Regions from separate parts of the Mus musculus genome. Here all the other regions are linked to region 2. The links are chromatin contacts, called in public Hi-C, capture Hi-C and promoter capture Hi-C maps. All regions are on one chromosome and are shown on one strand. The core of a region is the stretch at or near the end of the contact, and the rest is flanking DNA. Distances in the headings are between cores, read along the strand shown. Region 1 overlaps Syne1 (spectrin repeat containing, nuclear envelope 1). Region 2 holds the start of Rmnd1 (required for meiotic nuclear division 1 homolog). Region 3 overlaps Syne1 (spectrin repeat containing, nuclear envelope 1). Region 4 overlaps Syne1 (spectrin repeat containing, nuclear envelope 1). Region 5 holds the start of Plekhg1 (pleckstrin homology domain containing, family G (with RhoGef domain) member 1).

Evidence for each region. Promoter capture Hi-C pulls out the DNA fragments that hold promoters and counts their contacts. Hi-C and Micro-C count contacts between places; a contact is called where the count stands out from the background. Capture Hi-C pulls out chosen DNA fragments and counts their contacts.
Region 1: a contact with region 2 is called in a Hi-C map of uterus, with 2.1 times the contacts expected there. The contact joins the enhancer-like site here to the promoter of Rmnd1 in region 2. A contact is called at or near these places in 10 of 39 promoter capture datasets (the 3T3-L1 cell line, 3T3-L1-derived adipocytes, HPC-7-derived erythroid cells and 5 more), 2 of 484 Hi-C or Micro-C datasets (bone marrow-derived macrophages and uterus), 3 of 115 datasets of contacts at active chromatin or transcription factors (acute myeloid leukemia, bone marrow-derived macrophages and fibro-adipogenic progenitors) and 1 of 9 other capture datasets (liver).
Region 3: a promoter capture Hi-C map of the HPC-7 cell line shows a contact between it and region 2. The contact joins the enhancer-like site here to the promoter of Rmnd1 in region 2. A contact is called at or near these places in 10 of 39 promoter capture datasets (the 3T3-L1 cell line, the C10 cell line, the HPC-7 cell line and 6 more), 7 of 115 datasets of contacts at active chromatin or transcription factors (the NIH/3T3 cell line, bone marrow-derived macrophages, embryonic fibroblasts and 3 more) and 3 of 9 other capture datasets (adipose tissue, liver and macrophages).
Region 4: a contact with region 2 is called in a promoter capture Hi-C map of second pharyngeal arch cranial neural crest. The contact joins the enhancer-like site here to the promoter of Rmnd1 in region 2. A contact is called at or near these places in 7 of 39 promoter capture datasets (the C10 cell line, cranial neural crest, embryonic stem cells and 3 more) and 2 of 115 datasets of contacts at active chromatin or transcription factors (astrocytes and large pre-B cells).
Region 5: a contact with region 2 is called in a capture Hi-C map of embryonic stem cells, with 3 times the contacts expected there. The contact joins the promoter of Plekhg1 here to the promoter of Rmnd1 in region 2. A contact is called at or near these places in 1 of 39 promoter capture datasets (cranial neural crest), 1 of 115 datasets of contacts at active chromatin or transcription factors (embryonic stem cells) and 1 of 9 other capture datasets (embryonic stem cells).

The regions. Positions count from the first base shown.
Region 1 is chr10:5,095,343-5,099,423 of GRCm38.p6, reverse strand. Syne1 (spectrin repeat containing, nuclear envelope 1) reads left to right here. Exons shown (of 146, transcript NM_001347711.1): 124 at 1-64; 125 at 1,745-1,939. Among named protein-coding and RNA genes, the nearest start is that of Gm51757, 230 kb to the left of the region's middle. Within about 2 kb of position 1,898, at least 17 of the 459 cell types and tissues checked have an H3K27ac peak or open chromatin away from gene starts, as enhancers often do. A contact at or near this core is called in uterus, where this site is marked.
Region 2 is chr10:4,429,354-4,433,786 of GRCm38.p6, reverse strand. It overlaps Rmnd1 (required for meiotic nuclear division 1 homolog), which reads left to right and starts at 1,399. Exons shown (of 13, transcript NM_025343.6): 1 at 1,399-1,521. It overlaps Armt1 (acidic residue methyltransferase 1), which reads right to left and starts at 1,182. Exons shown (of 5, transcript NM_024261.2): 1 at 1,076-1,182. The coding sequence starts at 1,116.
Region 3 is chr10:5,206,005-5,210,436 of GRCm38.p6, reverse strand. Syne1 (spectrin repeat containing, nuclear envelope 1) reads left to right here. Exons shown (of 146, transcript NM_001347711.1): 86 at 844-981. Among named protein-coding and RNA genes, the nearest start is that of Gm51757, 120 kb to the left of the region's middle. Within about 2 kb of position 1,911, at least 134 of the 459 cell types and tissues checked have an H3K27ac peak or open chromatin away from gene starts, as enhancers often do. A contact at or near this core is called in the HPC-7 cell line, the NIH/3T3 cell line, adipose tissue and 3 more, where this site is marked.
Region 4 is chr10:5,233,516-5,237,373 of GRCm38.p6, reverse strand. It overlaps Syne1 (spectrin repeat containing, nuclear envelope 1), which reads left to right. Exons shown (of 146, transcript NM_001347711.1): 74 at 2,682-2,807. Among named protein-coding and RNA genes, the nearest start is that of Gm51757, 91 kb to the left of the region's middle. Within about 2 kb of position 2,088, at least 31 of the 459 cell types and tissues checked have an H3K27ac peak or open chromatin away from gene starts, as enhancers often do. A contact at or near this core is called in second pharyngeal arch cranial neural crest, where this site is marked.
Region 5 is chr10:3,738,166-3,742,022 of GRCm38.p6, reverse strand. It overlaps Plekhg1 (pleckstrin homology domain containing, family G (with RhoGef domain) member 1), which reads right to left and starts at 1,646. Exons shown (of 17, transcript NM_001159942.1): 1 at 1,483-1,646. Gm30164 (a long non-coding RNA gene) reads left to right here. Exons shown (of 3, transcript XR_003948984.1): 2 at 3,705-3,822.

The sequences.
Region 1 (4,081 bases), core at 649-3,148, 670 kb before region 2:
GAGTGGTCTCGGGAACATCCCAGTACCACTGCAACAAGTGAGGATGCTCTTTGATGAAGTTCAGGTAAGATGCAAGAACAGGTCCATGTGCCTCTTCTGCAGGTCCACTGTGTTTGACCTTGGCCTCGGGGTTTCACATGGACTCTGAAGTGGTCTGAAAATCAAAACAGACATTCTTAATATTCAACTGAGATGCACAAAGTGATTGCATTACAAAGCTCCTGTGGAAAGGAAGAGAGTAGAGCAATTTGAAGCCATGCCAAAGATCCCTCTACTTTGTTCACCAAGGCCCAGAGCAGTTCCTTACAGTCCAGCTTGGATGGAAAGACAACCTGGTGTTGGTCAGGGAGATTTAATCACATAACCTCACTCGCCCCAGCCTTGTTAGCCTATCTGCATATGTTTATAGCCTTTCTTCCTTTAAAGGACAAATCTGGCTCTTCCTTCCTCCCAGTTTCCTCAAGAAAAGTCATATGGCCTCAACCAACCCACTCCCAATAGAGAAGGGACTAACTGGGATCTTCTGTCCACATTCAGTTACTAAGGTTATGATTCAAATGTGCAACCACCTTTAAGACTTATATATGTGTGCATAGAGCCAATGACCTCTGGACCAGACTATCTCCACACTTTAGATCCCTAATCAGAAGAAATGTTCTAACCACTTTCTGATCTATTGATCCACAATCTCAGGAGTTATCCCACAATTATCTTTCTCATTGCCACTCACTTCTTGTATTCAGTCGACCTTGAATGCCCATCCCTGCGACCAGAATATCAGGAGTCCCTGCCTTGGTAAACAGTAGTCTAACCTGTCTCATCATATACGGTGCATGCCTTCTTCATTGTACCTTTTACCCATCCAGTGAATATTTTTGCTATAATCAGACACATCACTCCCCTGCTCTAATGGTGTGAAAGCCAGATCCCTAGGTGTGGTAGCATAGTTCTGTAATTCCAGTACTTAGGATGTTAAGACAAGATGATCGCAAGTCCAAGACTAGAATGAGTTACATACCAATGCACTGTCTGAAAAGGAAAAAACAAAGTGTGATTGTGAGAGGGGTCAGCACTTAGGAACACTGACCACTCTTTTGAAGGACTCGAGTTTGATTCCACTTGATTCCCAGCACCTACACAGCAGCTGCCATCACCAATAACATTGGTTCCAGGGCACCTGATACCCTCTTTGTAGTCTCTTCAGGCACTGCATGCACACAGTGTACAGAGATGCATGAAAACAAGGTATTCACATGCATAAAATAAAATAATGTACAAAAACTCCCTTGCAAGCTGTCAGCACCATTCTGCCACATGCACTTCATACTCCAGCCATGGAAAAGTCCGTTGTGTTTTCTGAATTAATCCTCTTTATCTTATAAGGTCAGCACATCCCTCCTTGCTCCTGGTTAGGAGGACATCCTTTTTCTGATCACATTCATCTCATTTTAATCTGATTACAGTTACATGCCTTTCAAGACTCATTGAGCTTTGACCACTTTGAGAGACCTACTGTGTGCACCCATGCCACCCTGTGATTTCTGAGCATTTGTCTTACAAGCAGAGTTCATATTATGTCGAAATTTTACTTCCCATTCATTTCCACTTGATTAATTTAAGATGTCCTTTCTGGACACAAGCATGTGAAGTATGTATGCCAATTCATAAGGTTATCTAAATGTGATTATAATGGGTGAACCAGTAAAGAGAAGACTAAAAAATAAAAGGATCTGTTCCCTTTCAGTTCAAAGAGAAGGTGTTCCTGCGCCAGCAAGGGAGCTACATCCTGACAGTGGAGGCTGGCAAGCAGCTCCTGCTCTCTGCCGACAGTGGCGCCGAGGCCGCCCTGCAGGCTGAGCTCACAGACATCCAAGAGAAGTGGAAGGCAGCCAGCATGCATCTGGAGGAGCAGAAGAAAAAGCTGGCTTTTCTGTTGAAAGTAAGTGCAGTGTAGAATCCCCTCTTAGGAGCTGTGCTGTTTCTGCCTATTGTTTCATCACGATGCACATCATTATAGATCCTTGAGCAGCCCCCTCCAGTGCTTCTCCTCTGTTTTATTTAAGACTCTGTCCTATCTTGCATGAACTGGAAAAGTTTCCCAATTTTCACCTCTTCATCTTTCAGGAAAACCCCCTAACAGAGTAATTTAAACTCTAATAAGGCTGTCTAGGTGATTCATTCTGATTAATGGCCAATGCAGTGCCTTGAAGCATGTGACAGAAAGCCGGCCAGAAACTCAAAGAGCAGATCCCATTCCTTAAATTGTAGACGCTAGACGGTTTTAAAGATCAATATCTCATATTTTATAGCTGGGGAAAAGGCTAACCCAGAATGAGTCTCTTTATTTGCCTTGGTTTATCTAAGCAGGCTGCCATTGGCCGAAAGTCTCCAAGAGGCATCTTAGGCCTTTTTGTTGACCATAGGCACAGTGAACCTGAAGGCACTGAGATTTATCCACATTGCCCATAATGAGCACCTGTCTCTCATGTCCACACTAGCTATAATTTGTCTTCAGTCCAGTTATAAATATATCAACAATGAGGAAACTCATGACCTTATATAATTAATATGTGCTCATAAAAAATGAAAAACAAAACAAAACAAAATAAACAAGTGCCCTAAGTTCAGATTAGGCTGTGTTGAAAACCACTATAGCGTTTTCCTTTTCTTCAGAGTGGGTGTGATTGTAACTCATCTCTATGACTATTGTGAAGATTTGTCAAAAGGATGCCAGGAAATCATGAGTGACACTTGAACGGCAGTAGTTGCCATTCTTTTTTTTTTTTTTTTCCATTTTTTATTAGGTATTTAGCTCATTTACATTTCCAATGCTATACCAAAAGTCCCCCTTACCCACCCACCCCCACTCCCCTACCCACCCACTCCCCCCCTTTGGCCCTGGCGTTCCCCTGTACCGGGGCACACAAAGTCTGCGTGTCCAATGGGCCTCTCTTTCCAGTGATGGCCGACTAGGCCATCTTTTGATACATATGCAGCTAGAGTCAAGAGCTCAGGGGTACTGGTTAGTTCATAATGTTGTTCCACCTATAGGGTTGAAGATCCCTTTAGCTCCTTGGGTACTTTCTCTAGCTCCTCCATTGGGAGCCCTGTGATCCATCCATTAGCTGACTGTGAGCATCCACTTCTGTGTTTGCTAGGCCCCGGCATAGTCTCACAAGAGACAGCTACGTCTGGGTCCTTTCAGTAAAATCTTGCTAGTGTATGCAATGGTGTCAGCATTTGGAAGCTGATTATGGGGTGGATCCCTGGATATGGCAGTCTCTACCTGGTCCATCCTTTCATCTCAGCTCCATACTTTGTTTCTGTAACTCCTTCCATGGGTGTTTTGTTCCCACTTCTAAGGAGGGGCCTAGTGTCCACACTTCAGTCTTCATTTTTCTTGAGTTTCATGTGTTTAGGAAATTGTATCTTATATCGTGGGTATCCTAGGTTTTGGGCTAGTATCCACTTATCAGTGAGTACATATTGTGTGAGTTCCTTTGTGATTGTGTTACCTCACTCAGGATGATGCTCTCCAGGTCCATCCATTTGGCTAGGAATTTCATAAATTCATTCTTTTTAATAGCTGAGTAGTACTCCATTGTGTAGATGTACCACATTTTCTGTATCCATTCCTCTGTTGAGGGGCATCTGGGTTCTTTCCAGTTTCTGGCTATTATAAATAAGGCTGCTATGAACATAGTGGAGCATGTGTCCTTCTTACCAGTTGGGGCTTCTTCTGGATATATGCCCAGGAGGGGTATTGCTGGATCCTCCGGTAGTACTATGTCCAATTTTCTGAGGAACCGCCAGACTGATTTCCAGAGTGGTTGTACAAGCCTGCAATCCCACCAACAATGGAGGAGTGTTCCTCTTTCTCCACATCCTCGCCAGCATCTGCTGTCACCTGAATTTTTGATCTTAGCCATTCTCACTGGTGTGAGGTGGAATCTCAGGGTTGTTTTGATTTGCATTTCCCTGATGATTAAGGATGTTGAACATTTTTTCAGGTGCTTCTCTGCCATTCGGTATTCCTCAGGTGAGAATTCTTTGTTCAGTTCTGAGCCCCATTTTTTAAGGG
Region 2 (4,433 bases), core at 150-2,649:
AAATAAAGTATTTGAAATATGAATTTGGAGCCTAGTGGTGTCTCCCTCTATAATGACACAGAGTATAATGGCAGGAGTATTGGGAGTCCCAGGTCATCCTTCACTACATAATTCAATAGCTCCGTGTCAAAAGAAAACCAACCATCCAGCCAGACAAGAAGATTGGCTACTTAGCCAATGCTTATTTCTGCTCTTACTTATAACTTTGCTCTCAGCGTTGTAGCATATTGTAATTCCCCCTTTGTCCACAGGTTTGCCTTCCCAGGGGCACTCAACCAGTTTAAAAACATTGCAAGTGGAAAATTCCAGCAGTCAACGATCTGTAAGTTTTAAATAATTTTAATTAAATTTAAAGTAAACTAACGTCCCACTAATTGTTCCATTTTGCTATTAGCTGTTTTGGTGAATCGATTGTGCCTAACAAATTTCATGAGAAGTGTGTATAGGGGGGAAAACTCTAAAGATGAAAATTGCAAGAACTACTTCTAATGATGTTTATTTTGGGGGCCAGTGAGATGGCTCAGTGGGTAAAGGCACATGATAAATCTGCTGCCCGCGACCGAGTTCTCGTTGAACTCCTGAGAGGTGAAGGAACAAAATCGGCTCCAGAGCTGTCCTCTGACCTCTAACGCGAATAATGGCATGTGCGCGCACACGCAAAATTAGGACGTTTTTAAATATAGAGTTATTAGTTTGACCCATACCATTAATACACACCGCAGTAGGTATGAGTCCTAATTGTTGGCCCCCGCAGCGCCTTTCCTTCTCACTTGTTAGAGACAAGCTTTTTCCTAATGTATCCCACAGTGAGCTCGAACTCACTACGAGCTCAAGCTGGCTTTAACTCGCAGCAATACTCCTGCCCCAGCGTCTCAATTCGGGACAGAAAGGAAGAAGGTACACAGCGGAACTAGCTAGGTCCTGACGCCGGCCAGCACAGCGAGCCGGCTCTCTCCCACCGAGGTGGGACTCGAACTCTCAGCTTGAGGATCCGGCGCTCCCGACCGCCCACAGCTTCCTCACCCAACATGGGTTTTTTCTCCCAAGAGCGCAAGAAAAAAAAAGCGAGACGCACCCCTCGTCCTTAGCGGAAAGAAACGCCGGGGACTCGGCCATCACACCGGCACCACAAGCCACTCAACTGGCGTCGCCCGGGGTTCAACGGCCGCGGTTCCAGAAAGGAAGCGTTGGAGCTTTTTTTTTTTTTTTTTTTTTTTTTAAGCGCTTTTGAACTCAGAAACTTTATTTGGTGGTCTGGCCAGGGTCAGAACATGGGGCGCAAGGGCCTTCCGGCTACGCGAGCGGAAGCCCTGGAGGACCGGAGGCGGTAGCCCGCCGAGCGGAAGGGGGGGGGGGGGGCGCGGAGCGGTCACGTGTTCGGACGGTCACGTGTCCCAGCTTGCCGGCCTGGGGCTTGCAGTGCGCCTGCGCCGCAGCGGGGCGGGGCGGGGTGTGTTTCCGCAGAGGTTCCTGCGGCGGGAGCGTGCGCGTGGGCGTCGCGGTCGTCCTCTCCGCGCACAGGTCAGTGCTTCGCGCTTCCCCAGCCGGAGAAGCTGGTGAGGAGGTGTGGGCTTCGGCCAGGGCCTGGGAATTTAGCCGGGAATCCGAAGCACCTCAAGCCAAACACTCCCGACCCCGCCGAGTTGGAAGCAGGGCATAGTAGTAGCTGCCAAGGTGCATGAAATCACCTTGAACTTAGGAACTGGAAGAAGTGCTCCCAAAGGTCAGCCCCACTTACCCGCTGAATCTAACCTGGATGCAGCCGCTTTTTTCATTGATGGTATTCTGCATCTCATGTACAATATATTTTGGTTATGTCCACCACCACCCCCAGCCCTGCCGTCAAACGCCTAGGCCTACCCATGTCCCACTCCCAACTTAAAACACTAAGTGCAATTAGTGCTATCCTTAGGCACATGGACATATTATGCTTAAGGATAATGCTCAAAAACTGCAGCTCCCTTGTGTTTCATTTTAAAAATTTACTTGACGCCTCTGTGCCCAAGGACACTACTGTCACTGAGCATAGGGGGACAAACACAGAAACCTGCTTTTGAAGAGAGGCAAAAATCTCCTTTATTGCTTTCTGATATCACTGTCGCTAACTAATATATATTATCCCTTATTTGCTCATTTCCAGAGCTAGCATACTGCACACGGTAAGGAGTAGTCATTGCATGAATTAAAAAGCTAAAAATACAAGGTATGTAAGTGGTGCTAAATATGAGGACAAAGTAAAAAATAGCAAGAGAATGGATGAGTGTTGGTTATAAGTATTAATCCTGTCACTCCAGAGGCAGAGGCCAGCCTGGTGTACAAAGCAAGTTCCAGGCCAGTCAAAGAGAGAAATTATAGGTTATCCAGAGAAATCCAGTCTTGAAAATCCAAAGTGGATGTGATGGATGTGTGTTGGTTATATGTATTATACCAAGTCACTGAGGGAGTCAAGTCCTTAGGAGGAGAGCTTGTGGACAGGTGAGTGGAAAGGCCCAGAGGGCCTGGAACAAAGGCATTCTATAGGGAATGCTGCAGTGTTGCAGAAGGCTCAGAAGGGCGTTTTAGGGGCATTGGCTTTTATTGTAAATGTAAAGCCATCATCAAATTTGACTCTGGGAAAGGATAGGATTCTAGTTAAGGTCTCAGAATTTTTGCTGTAGTCCATTGTGAATGACCTGTAGGAGGCTGTAAACAGTGGCAGGGAGCCAGTGTGCCAGTTGCCTTTCATGTGACAAGCTGCCTGAGGAGAAGCAGCTGAAGGGAGGAAGGGTTTGCTGCTCATCTAGAGTCCTGCATGGCAGATTAGGCATGGAGGCGGGAGCAGGCAGGGGCCATGCATTGCTCCACTAGAAAGTCCAGTGGTGAAAGCCGGCAACCCATCCCCATGGTATAGTCCTATCCATATTTCAGGGGGTCTTCCCTCCTGTTAACCTATCCCAGAAAGTCTGTCACAGACATAGCGGTGAGTCTCCATGGTGGTTCTGAGGCTAGTCAGATAAAGGTGAACCATCATAAACAGGTAAATGGCTATTATAATCATCATGGGAAAAACCAGAAACTCGGGACAGGTGGCAAAAGTGTTTGCGGTGGGTACTGGTCAGAAAAGGCCAGTGGATTTACTGACAGACGAGTAATAGGGACTGAAGAGAAAAGCAGAAGCAACTTCCGGGTTTAGGGCTTAGGCAAATGTGAGCATGTGACTGGCACTTGAATAGGGAAGGCTGTGGTTTGTGGAAGCCTTCAGATGCCCAGTTTTGAGCTTGTTACATTGTTGGTGCTCAGAGGGATTTAGAGATAAATATGTGCTACTCATCCTGATGACGTATGAAACACGGGGTCGGGTAAAGTCACCGGGAGACTGATTGGGAAGAGAAGTGGCCCAGAGTCTGAGTCCTGATGTATCACATTCTTGAATAGATGAGGAACCAGCAAAAAAAGACCGAAGGAAAATGGCCAATGTGGTATTCTAGAAGCCAAATAAAAAGCTGCTTCAGGGAGTGGGCAGTGAGTTGATGGGCATCCAGTGCCCTCTTCTGACCTCGGTAGCACCAGGCATTCTTGTAACGCACAGATACATACAGACAAACACATATGCCGGTTAAATAATAACAGTTTTAAAGAGGGTGGATTGATCGCCGGGTACAGGAGCAGTGAGTGCAGGCTGATGGTGGCGGAGGAGTCATTTTGTAGAACTTTCTGTTTTGTTAGTGGAGGAGGAATTGAGGTCATTATTGAGAGTGAGAAACTAGGAGGCGGCCTGAAAGTGTGAGGGGTTGGGCAGTAGACTTTGCTGAAGATATGGTCCTGAGCAGTGTAGACGACCCAGTGTGGCCCTGGCTGGAGAGGGAGCTAGGAGGAGGTTAGTTGGCTGTCTCCAGTGAGCTGCAAGAGTGTAGGCACAAATTAAATCAGGTGAACCCTGTTCAGTTACGACTGAGGTTATGCCCCGTGGAGTACGGAAGGATGCAGGGGTTCACAGTGAGTGGGAGGGTTATAGTAGACGCGGAACATTAGCTGGGTGTGAAGGACGTGGACACTGGGGAGGAAAGACTGGAAATTGTAGGTCCTGCTGAGGGGGACAACTGTTGTTGACTTTGGGTAGTAGAAGGAATGGACGGGGAAGATAGGCAGAGTCTGGAGAGTAATGGCTAAAATCAGGAATGTGGGAGGAGACCGGGAGATTGTAGCTTTGTAGATGCTGCACTGACAGAAAAAACTGGGTAAATTTTACATTAATATCCTTTAGGCACTTCTGACAGGGCTTTACGGGTGACTAAGAGAGAATGGTAAGAACATAGTCCTAGCAACAGGGAAAGCCAGGGTTGCTTTCTTGCTTTGTTTTTGTTTGGGGTCGGGGAAGGTGGAGTTCAGACATACCACAGCATATGGAGGTCGGTCAGAGGGCGACCACAGGAACCAATTCTCTCTTACCATGT
Region 3 (4,432 bases), core at 662-3,161, 780 kb before region 2:
AAGAAGAAAAATAAGAACAAAACAAACAAACAAGTCCAATTTGTGTTACCCATATACTCACTGGAGCAAGGTCAAACTCTCCATGACCAAGCTCCTTAGAGAAAATTGAGTCTCCCTACCCCCACTGCAAGCTATCAAGTACGGAGAGCTACAAGCGCGTCATTATCACAATGTTAGAGTTCTCTTCTTCCTGTCTAGGCTGTCACTTTTTGGGGTAGTGGTGTGGAGATAGTGGTTATATACCTACTCATATACATCATCTTGATTTTTTTGATTATAGATTGGCCTTTGCAACTCTACCAAGCATTAATCTTGCCATCAGGTTAAAGTTAAAATGAGTAGTCCAGCATTTCCTTTACCTTTTTTTCATATAGCCTAAGCAGACCTCACACTCACTAGGTATAGCCAGTGAGGGCCTTGATCTCCATCTCCCAAGGACTGGGATAACAGGCAGGCACAGCACTTTCCTACTGGGCCCAGCTTAGGAGCTAATGGTTGTGACTTACAGTGGGTGCTGAGAGCTTGCATGATGGTGTCCCTGCCTTGGTCCCTCCTTTACCCAGTGGGACGTGGATAGAAGGGATAAAAAGAGTAAGATGAGAATGAACAGCCAGGAAAAGAGAAATAACTCAAGCATATCACGGAGGACTTGGATTTGTACCCTGAAGTCACTGGGAAATCCTTAACAGATTCCCTATAGGCAAGTGACTTCCCAGGGTCCCTTTTGATATCACAGTTGTAAGTACCAGCCTCTGGGATGGTTGGATCCAAAGACCTGAATAGGGTTCAATCCCGCTGACAAGACAGGATTTACATCCATCTGAGTGTGAATGGCTTTTACAGGCGTTATCCCACATGGAAGAGTACAATGAAATGCTCGAGACTGTTCGGAAATGGATCGAGAAAGCTAAAGTCTTGGTTCATGGAAACATCGCCTGGAATTCAGCAAGCCAGCTCCAGGAACAGTACATCTTGCACCAGGTAAATTTCAGGGAAAAAAACAAAGTTAAGAGTAAAAACAGTCAGTCTGACTGGGTTAGACCAACAGACAATTTTGTAAAATACCAGATAGGAAGAATGCTCGGGCCCCATCCGGGTGACTCAGTAGGTAATCACCGCCAAGTCTGGTGGTGACTGCAGTTTGATTCCCGGGTCCTACATGGCGGAAGGAGAGAACTGACTCCTGCAAGTTGTCCTCTCATCCGTCCCTAGGCACTGTGGCATGTATGTGCATATATATATTTACATACACACATACATACATACATATACATACATGTATACATATATATGTATATATATACATACATGTATATATATGTGTATATATATACACACACACATATATATATATATGCATATATATGAGAGAGAGAGGGAGAAAGAGAGAGAGGCTGACTTGCTGTTCTGGATTGATCAAAAGTAGCTAAGGATGACAGTTCATGAGACTGTATACAAACATATATATATATATATATATATATATATATATATATATATATATATACATACATATACTCTGTTTTCCTTATAAACGTGTTTCTCTGAGCCTGAAAGCATTCCTCCCTACCCCTGTGGCACTTGTGATTTGTGTGTTATTGTTGCCGCTTTTGTTGTAGACCCTTCTTTGGGAGATGCAGGGAATTCTTTCATAGGAAAAGACACAGGGGAGCGTAGAGAGATTAGAAGCATCACACCCTGGAAGGAGGAGGGTTAAGACAAGCTCTACCAACTGGTACCCTGTGACTTGGAACAAAATACTTTGTCTCTGGGTTCTGCCTTCTCACCCGTAATATGGGAATGCCCAGTAGTGTTCCTGTGTCAGTTGCCTGGGAGCAAACATCCAGCACTTCCAGGTACATGCTGATGCTCCAGGCAGGCCCTGCTTCCTCTAGGCCACAGCCAGGGCTGAGTCATGTGGCTTACTCAGAAGGTCAGAGCGCTGAGAGCAGATCCTATATCCACACCCCAGAGGGACACATTACTTCATTTCCTCTGAACTTAGGAGACAAAAATATTCCTTTTTATTTTGGCCATCCTCTCCGGAAATTATCTCACCCTTCTAGTAAGTTACAGTTGACTTAAATGCACATTTCTAACAGATCTTGCCACAAAATACAGGCTGGCTTTTATTTAGGTTGTATGGGTGTATTTCCCCATAGGACTTATCTTTTAAATAAACTTCCCTTTTTCCTTTTCCCCGAGGTGGTTCTGGATATTGTTTCCTCCTGGAATGTTTCCATGGCTCGAATTCCAGCCCCTATGATCTCTGTCCTCTTCCCAGTCACACACACTCCTCCCAGACACAGACATCTGTACCTCTCAGACGCCTGGATCGTTTGCTCTGTGTGTGTGCTTAGACGCCAACAGACCAGACTTCCTTTACAAACCAGCTGGTAATCAATGGCAATACAACTAACTTCTAGGACTCTGAAGATGCAGTTGTAAGAACAGAAAAGATAAAGGGAATTTTAACTGTCAAGATAATACCACTTAAAAAAAAAAAAAACCCTGCTGATAATTCAGTAAAATCATTTGAAAAGCAATTACAGTAATATAAGCTGGCATTTTATTTCCTGTTCATTTTGCTTCCTGGATTCCTTAACTGGGGCTGTAATCCAAAATGTAGGAAATATTTAAAATGATATTAATAACTGTAGGAGGATTTTATTATTTATGTACTTATGTATGTATATATGTATTTGTTTTGTATGTGAGAGAGGAAGTAAGGAGGGAAGGAAGAAGATGGGGGAGGGAGGGGGAGGGAGGATGAGAGTTCAGGCACACATGCATGTAACAGTCAGAGTAAACCTTCAGGAAGAGAGTCCATTCTGTCCCACTGTAGGATTCTGGGATCAGACGTGGGTCATCAAGCTCACCCAGCAAGCCCGATGACCTGCTAACTGATGGCAGTGTGATGGAACTGTAAAGAAAATTTCAATGTTAGATCATGCTTTTCTAAGATATTTTTGCACATTGTGGAGCATAATGTAAGCTTTAGAAAAAAAAAAAAAAGTCATGAAGATTTTCATTGTAGTTTCAGAAAGCAGACCCAGCAGTGGAAAGCAGGTTGCTGGAGTAGAAGGGGGATGCTTCTACCCTGCAGCAGACAAGGACAGGCCTCTCTCTCATTGAAGAGGGACAAAGGATGTACTAGAGAGAGATAGCACAGCCCAGATCAGACAGTTCTATGTGTGGTTGACATTAGTGTTCATGACACAAACTGCTGGGTGGCTTGACTGAATCCTTAACCAAAGCAAGCAAGCAACCTTAGACTGCTCTGCTTGTCTGCTGCAAAGTCCAGGAGGGAACTCATCCCAGAGGGTCCCCGCCCTTGTGTTTCCACCAGGAAGCACAGATGCCTGGGTTTACCCTTCGACAAATGCAGTATAAGAAAACCCGTGTGTTCAAATGTCCAATGAAAGAGGGAAATCAGGAGACACATTATGCTCTTAACTCCTAAAAATGCCCATATGTACTAGCAATGACATCTTACAGTTTTCCTTTCAGGCATATACAATCTGTAGCCCACAGTCTACACACATCCCAGGGTAGCTATGAACATATTTGTCAGTGAGAGTTGTGTCACGGTGTCACGAGTTTGGACAACCCTGCCTTGGACGTGATATAATAGAGTATTTTTCTTTTTCTTTTTTTTTAAATTGGACATTTTTCTTTATTTACATTTCAAACGTTTCCCCTTTCCAGGTCTCCCCTTCAAAAACCCCCATTCCATCCCTCCTCCCTCTGCCTCTATGAGGGTGCCCCCTACCCACCCACTCCTGTCTTCCTGCCCTGGCATTTTGCTATGCTGGGGCATCAAACCTCCTCAGGCCCAAGGGCTACTCCTCTCACTGATGTCCAACAAGGCCATCCTCTGCCACATATGTGGCCGGAGCCATGGGTCCCTCCATGTGTATTCTTAGGTTGGTGGTGCAGTCCCCAGGAGCTCAGGAGGGTCTGGCCTGTTGATAATGTTGCTCCCTCCATGGGGCTGCAAACCCAGGCAAATGGATATTTTTCTTATATTTATATATATTACATTCACTGTGAAAAGAAAATTGCTTTTCATATCTAAAAATAATCTAACAGAGTAACATACCCCTGTTTTTTATATTCCTCATATATCTCCCCAACTGCACATTCCGTGCTCCCCAACTTCTGTGCCCTGCATACACCATCTCCTCAGTACAAAGTGTCTTTCCCTTCCTCCTCATCTGTTAATGTGCTGATATCTTTCTTGAACCCAGTAGGACCCTTATCTCAACCTACCAGCAAGTTGTCCCACATTTGGGTTGAGTTACCCTTTAATACGTGGCTACCCTTTCATTTTCTTCTCCATATTCCAATGCACGTGTCTGTATATGTTTGTTGTCTGTTTGTATTGTTCTACTGCTGTAAGTCCCAGCAGGCACTGGGCTGAGTGATGAGG
Region 4 (3,858 bases), core at 839-3,338, 800 kb before region 2:
TTGCCCTCTCGCTATCCCCATCAAAAAGCCCCTCTCTCCTGCTTCCTCTCTTCCTCCAAAAGTCCCGCCTACTCTCCCAGTGATTGATGCCTTTATTCATTAGGGGATGGTTCACAAGGAGTCGCCTGAGTAAGTGACTTATTCCTCGGTCCAGAAAAACCCTCCTGGGAAAGCAGGATTAACATCAAAGTACAACAGTACCAGGGCCATCCACAGCACCACTACCCTCCCACAGCCGCACTGTATGCCTGCCTCCCACTTGAAAGAAGCCACAGAAGGGATCTAGAGACTATAGTCCATCTGGATCTGAGACACTGGAGGCAAACAAATTTTGTTTGGTCAAATTTTCTTTTTCTGTTCTTTATTCTTTGTTTTGTCCCAACTAGTTAATGTTCTCCTTGTTAGACACTGTCTTCCTGCCAGAGTGTACAGGCCCCCACAGTTGACTAGTACTGACATATGGCTAAAGCTCCCTGTTGTTACTGAGGAGTTCTCACGGGAAGACTCAGTGCTAAGCTTTGACCAGCATCTACACTGTGGCTCCAAGCTGTATTCCAATCAGAATCACATTTTTATGAGGCATGGAATTAGGAATTGAGCTGAGAAAAAGTATGGCAGATTTACCTTTGAAGTTAATTCTAGCAATAATCATTTGAAAGTTTTTCTATTGGTTAGGATTAAGGTAACTCTATTAGTCACAAAATGAATAATTATCCTTTAAATTACATGTACTTTTAATCTTATTTTTATTTTTTAAATTTAGTTTAATTTTTTTTTAAGACCAGGTTACTCCATGTAGCCCTGGCTGTCCGGGAATTCAGTCTGTAGACCAGGCTGGCCTCAAACTCACAGATACTTACCTGCCTCTGTCTCTTGGGTGCTGAGATTATAATTCAATTCTTGACAGCTTATTTTCTTGTCATTTTGAGAAATTGAGCTGTCTGGGCCAGCTGCCCTCCCCTGGGTCATGGGATGTGAAATGATCCGTTTCACACTGGCTACTGTGGGTCATGAGGCACTAGATGGTTCTTTTCACTCTGGTTAATGGTTAGTAAGACTCACTGGATGGGAAACACTTTGCACATTGAATGAATACCAAAGACACTGTATGGTTGGAAATAGATCTGTACTTCTTATAGCCACCGGAGAAGCTGGCAAGTTCTCTGTGTTCCCTATTACTCCATGTGCCTTCAAGAATAGCATTCAGGCCAAGGCCTGGTCAAGGCATCCAATGCCATCCATCATCTTTTAGAATAAATTCCAAAATTTATGCCACAGCCCATGAATAGACTGTTTTCATAATTTGTCTAACAAAGGAAAAGTTGAGGTGTGGACTTGGGGGACATCTTCTTAAGTCCCCTGCCCCCACCAGGGTCATTTAGTGGTGATTAAACGCATTGTAAGTTGCCACAATTAACAGTCATTGGGATGCTGAAGTCCAGGGATACTACTGGACATTCCATAATGTTTCAGACAGACCTATCCTCACAGAGCTATTTACCTCAGATCTCAGTGGTTCTGAGACTGGACATGCTAACTAGAGGCAGAAAGCAGAACACCAGGATGCTTGTCTTATTTCATTTAACATAGTTGCTTCCAGTTCTACTTATGTCCCATCACAGTACACGATTCTATCTCTCCTTAGAGCAGAATAAAACTACACTGTGGACACATGATGGATTTTCTTTACACTGTAAGCTTTCCTGAGCCATTCCTTGCCTTCCAGCCTTTTATTACAGATGCAATTAATAGCTTTGATAGCTTCCATGACTTGGTCTCTGTTCACCCTTTTGACCACTGATTGACAGCCTCCAGGACTTGGTCTCTGTCGACTCAGGGTTCCCTCTGCTTTGGCTTTTGCACCCACTGTCCATCCTTTGTCGTGTTTGATGGCTCACTTCCTGAATATGTTCCGATCTAACACTCTGAGCAGTCTTGGAGATATGCTGCTTGTGCAGTAGCAATGCTTTCTCCACACCGTCTAGACTCTCAGCACCTTTCTTTCCTACTTCTTGTGCCAGGCATGCATCTGCTGATCTATTACCTTGTTTTTCCTCAGAAGAGTGCCAGTCCATGAGAGCCAAGATTGTGTTATTTGGAGTGCTTTATACACTGTATCTAAAACATATGTTTCCTCAATGCTAAGCAGCTGTGTGTCTGTGTTTCCATGGAGAAATGAAAAAAAATTTCACATAAGCCCTTCTTGGTGGACTCTGAAAAAGGGAAGAGCAGGTGATGAACTTTTTGCATCAAAAGGAACCCTGGTCATATCACTCTGAAGAAGCTCCCCAGCTGACCCTGACAGTGATCTTGTCTCAGGCTATACACAAGCATAACTAAGCAGAGACAAGTGCGCTGCGATTTCTTCTCCTAAATGAGAATGCTGGTAGAAAAATCCAGAGAGTCTGGAGACAAGCCTTACGTTGCCCCCTTCCCAGACCACGCAGACAGCTTTAATTATAATGGGAAGCAGATGGCGGACAAACAGATCCTACAGTGTGTTTGGAATTCTCTCCCATGAGTCACAAATATATTTCAGGACAGTGTGGAAAACACTGACATAACAAGATGATTTTTGATATATCAATAAAAGGCTACCAACTGCACAGTTCGCCACCAAAACAGTGCACCCCTCTTGTTCAACCTGACAATCCTTTTTTTTTTTTCTTTTTCTTTTTCAGGTCAAACACTTCAGAGCTTTGCAAGAGCAGGCCAGGACCTACTTGGATCTCCTTTGCTCCATGTGTGACTTGTCAAACTCCTCAGTGAAAAACACAGCAAAAGATATTCAGCAAACAGAGCAGCTGGTAAATATATATATATATATGTTCATGATTGCAACTAATTGTCTGCTTTGTCTGCCTTGTTATCTTCTCTCCATCTTCAAAGCTGTGAGATTTAAAGAAAATATTTCTGGAGATATTCTTGCTATAACCCTCTTCAAGCCACAGTAACAAGTCAATATGTGATTTATTTTATTTTATTTTATTTTTGCCATCCCAGAAAGGAAGGTAGATACTAAGTCAGTGGAGTCACCACTGAATTGTTTAGTCTGTACAACCACCACCGCTGGCACCTTCCTCCACCTTAATTACCAGTCTCTCGTGGTTTTCCTAGTCCCTCGCGCCTCTTTCTGTTGTTCTTTTCTCCTTTCCCATCCTGTTCTTTAAGGAATACGCTGAAGAGTCCACTGCCCTAGCTTTTTTATATAAGGCCCACCAACGGGCTACTGCTTAAATCCTTCCAAAGGGTGACAGTTGTAATAAGACAAATTATACACTTCCAAAAACCAGAAGGGCAGATCTAAAGACAATCTAAAACATTGATAGGGCTATGTACAGCAGTGTGGTAAATCTGAAATCCCACTCCTGGGGTCCGGGTAAAGGAGGTTGAAACAGGAGGATTGCCAGAATTTCTAGGCCTGTATAATTCACTTTCCAAAAAATAAATAAATAAAAAAGCAGATAACAACATTAAACCATGTTTTTAAAGATGAAGAAACAAATATATAAGAGATGTGAGCCTTTCTTAATTACTCAAATCCCAATTTTCCAGTCAAATAGATGTATTTACTGCTTGGCCTAAATGGAAAAGCTCTTGGGGAACTCTTTGATCTCATACATTGGTAAAATTTCTTGGATCTTTGCAGCACTGATTAAAAATCACACAGGAGAACTCTTAGATGTTTTAATTCGTTGGAAACTCTTAAGCCTAAAGGAAATCTGTTTTTCTTTGATACAAAGAAAGAGGTGCCTTTCGGATCTGGCTGAGCGGGAGCACAGGACCAGGCTCTTCCCAGCAACCCACTGACAACCCAGAGGTTAGATTCACTGAACAGAGATGAGGTACGGAAAATGA
Region 5 (3,857 bases), core at 397-2,896, 690 kb after region 2:
CAGGGAGGTCAGTGAACTCTGGAAAAGAAAGTTTCTTCCTGGTCGGTTTTAACGGCTTAGACGGGGTGCAATTCCAAGAGACAAAAAGCTAAGTCAGGAATCAGGAAGCCAGACTCAAAGATGTTAAAGGGTCAAACACTAGCCCATCACTTTTGTATAGAAGTGTTAACTACTGTAGAATAAATAAATACCCTGGACTGAAAGGGGTAAAACCAATTAAAACTATGTGGTTCATATACACTGCTTTAACAGTGAGGAAGTACAAGCTACCAGGATTGCTTTTCCTCACGTCCCACACAGTGTAAGGCTAAAGTTGAGAGGTTTTAGATCTCTGACACGATAGACTTGGATACACTTTAAAAACAAAACAAAACAAAAAAAAAAAACAAAAAAAACATCAGTTTAACAACAACAACAAAAACCAAAACTCATCTATTCTTTGAAAGTATGCGAACTCCAGAAACTGAGAATTCAAACAGGCTGACCACAGGTTTTAACGCAATCTAAGCCTGGAATTCAATTAAACGTTAAATCTGACCCAGACTTAAGGCATCCTACTGGTTTTGTATCCAATGTGTATTCAGTTTGTATCCAGAGTGCCCCTAATCCCCAAAACAACCCTCCCGAGGTGACTGGGTTTCCTGAGAAGATAAAATCGCTGTCAAAATAGGTGCAGTAAGCTCTGGCCACCTGAAGGTGGTACAAAGAGAGCGCCAAGAGCCGCCAGAGCTTAATGAAATTCCAGGGTTGCACACACAGTCAGCTTTACACATACCAACTTCATACAACACATCCAAGCAATCAGCTACATCATTGTTTCTCAGGAACATTGTGAAACTGAGGAAGCCAACCACCCTCTCCTCACTGGGCGTCCTGGACTGTAGAGCTCTGAGACTCCATGGGGGACACAAAGAGGGGGTCTGCTCTAGCAGTCACCCCGGGGCCTGCTGCCCGCCCCCCAACAACCTTTTCCTCTGGCCAACAGTCCACACAGTCGTAGCCAGCTAGGTATTACCGTGTGTCCGGGTGACGGATGGGGCACAGCTTCTAGACTCCCGGGTCACTCCTATAAAGCGCTGACTTGCTGATTTGGGGGCGCCCACGCGAGTTTCTGCCCCACGCAGGACTGCTCCTAGCTGGAGCACACAGCACTCCCCGCCATCGCGCCCGCACCGCTGTTGGGGTGTTGTCCAGACTGTCCTATTTGGGGATAGTTCCGCTTGACTTGGGGGCGCGGGTGGCACACGGCGCGCTTGAGCAAACTTCGCGGAGCTGCAAACTGCAACCCGGGTGGCTGCAGCAAGGGGCGGGAGCGCCGGGCTAGCAGGTCCTGCCTGAGTCGACCCCATCAGTCGACTGCCAACGACCCCATCAGTCCCCTCCCAGGAGCAGCGCTCAGAGACACCCCCCGCCCCGCCCCCCCCCCCCCCCCCCCCCCCCCCCCCCGCCCAGGGCCAGGCACTGCGATCCCGCTCTTCCCACCTGCAGATTCGGGGCGCGTGGCCGAGGTCCCCGGCTTCCCTTGTCTGGTCCCTGGAATAGTCTCGGCGGAGCTTACGGGAGAGGGGCGGCTCCCGAGCGCTGGCTCCGCGGTGCGCTGCGCTCCAGCGCCGGCTCCGGCGGCCCCGAGCCCTGCAGCTCGCCTGGCTCCACTTCCTCTTTCCCACTCTGCTCCCGGCGTGTCCCGCCCCGCCCCGCTCCTCGGTCCGCTGCAGCGGGTTGCGGTCCCCGCCCGCCTCCACGGGGCCCTGCGGGAGGAAAGAGGCAGAGAGGAGGAGGCAGCTCAGAAAGAGATTAAGCTTGCTCTCTGGAGCTTTGCCAAAGACAGCAGTCAAATTACAGCCTCTGGGGGGAAAGTTTTTGTCTCTTTTCTTTTTTCTTTTCTTTTCTTTTCTTTTCTTTTCTTTTCTTTTCTTTTCTTTTCTCTTCTCTTCTCTTCTCTTCTCTTCTCTTCTCTTCTCTTCTTTTTTCTCTTCTCTTCTCTTCTCTTCTCTTCTCTTCTCTTCTCTTTCCTTTTCTTCTCTTTTCTCCTTTTCTTCTCTTTCCGTTTTCCTTTCCCTCTTTTTCTTTTTGTTTTTCTTTTCTCTCTTCTCTCTTCTTTAAAAAAAAAAAAAAACTCCCTGCTACTGTGTTAACAGCCACATCGCTTTCTTTTTTCTTCTCTTCTCTGGGCTGTTGGGGTACAGCTAAGCCTTGGACATGGCCACTTCCCAGAGTGTTCTGAAATCGGATCCAACACCGTTTCTTTGCATCCAAACTCGAATTTCACACTGTAGCTTATGATGTCACAACACTAGGAAATGGGAGAAGGGTGCTTACTGGGTTCAGGCATCAGCACCCCCACCACCCCAGTGAACATACTGGATGACCTTTGATTAGAGAAAGCAAAAGTGGAAAAGGAGGCAGAGACCTTTGCGACAGCCAGATGTTTAAAGGCACCCATAAGGTAGGACAATAAAAAATAGGACCTCTATCACAGGTGCCTTTTTGGTGACATTCTTGGTAGCACTTGGCACCTTTCAAACAGGTGTGTCAGATATGCCTGTGTTTCACCAGGCGTAGTAAGACACAGCCACGCACTCTGCTTGATTCTAAGAACTTCATCTCCCTGTAGTACACCACATATTATAAAGTTTTATGGTACTGGGTGAGAGGGTTTTTTGTTTTTTGCTTGTTTTGCTTTTTTAATAAACAAACAATTCACCTTTCAATGTGTCCACATTCTGAGTAGCATAATGAACTCTGGCCGTCCTGCCTGCTTCCCCCTGGTATGCAAGTCATTCTTTTGTCCAACATATAGTTACTACTGCTGTGATGAAACACCATAACTAAAAGCCAAGAGGGCAGGGAAACCCTTGGCTTTCACGTCCACATCACTATTCAACATTGGAGGAAGTCAAGGCAGGAACTCAAGCGGGGCAGAAACCTGGAGTCACCTGCTAATGCAGAGGCCATGGAGGACTGCTTACTAGCTTGCTCAATCTGCTTTCTTACAGCACCCAGGACCACCAGGCCAGGAGTGACCCTCCCATGATGGGCTAGGCCCTCCTGCATGGATCACTAATGAAGAAAATGCCCTACAGGCTTGCCTAAAGCTGTATCCTGTGGAGGCATTTTCTCAGTTGAGACTCCCTCCTCTCCTATGACTCTAGCTTATGTTAAATTGATATAAAACAAGCCAGCACAAATATACTGTATACACTACAACTCACTAGTAGCTGTCTCACTCTTCAGATCAATTGCCGTGGTATCACAGTGCTTGTGTTTCAGTGATCCCTACTTTACTTATTGATGGTCCTGATGTCCAAGTGTCCAAGAGTAAGGATACATAGGCCTTTTATTTCACTGTATTGTTAGAACAGTTAATTGAATATATATATATATATATATATATTGTTTTTCGAAACAGGGTTTCTCTGTGTATCCCTGGCTATCCTGGAGCTCACTCTGTAGAACAGGCTGAACTTGAACTCAGAAATCCTCCTGCCTCTGCCTCCCAAGTGCTGGGATTAAAGGCATGCGCCACCACTGCCCAGCTAATATATATATATATATATATATATATATATATATATATATATATAACAATTAATCTTATTAATGGCCCTCACTATTTTCTTAATATACTTACTTTATAAATCATCCTCTCTCATCGGTAGGTAAGTATGAATGGCAAATGTTATATTGTGTATGGTTGACTTCAGGTACTGACTTGGAGTTTTAGAGTATACCTGTCTAGGATTCATGAAGACTATTCCACATCAAGCCTGCGAGTTGTCACTGATCATTCTATAAAGACCCAGGACTCAGAGAAGCCATTTGGTGAGTATTGGGGGTACTTGGAGAAGAAGTGAGCA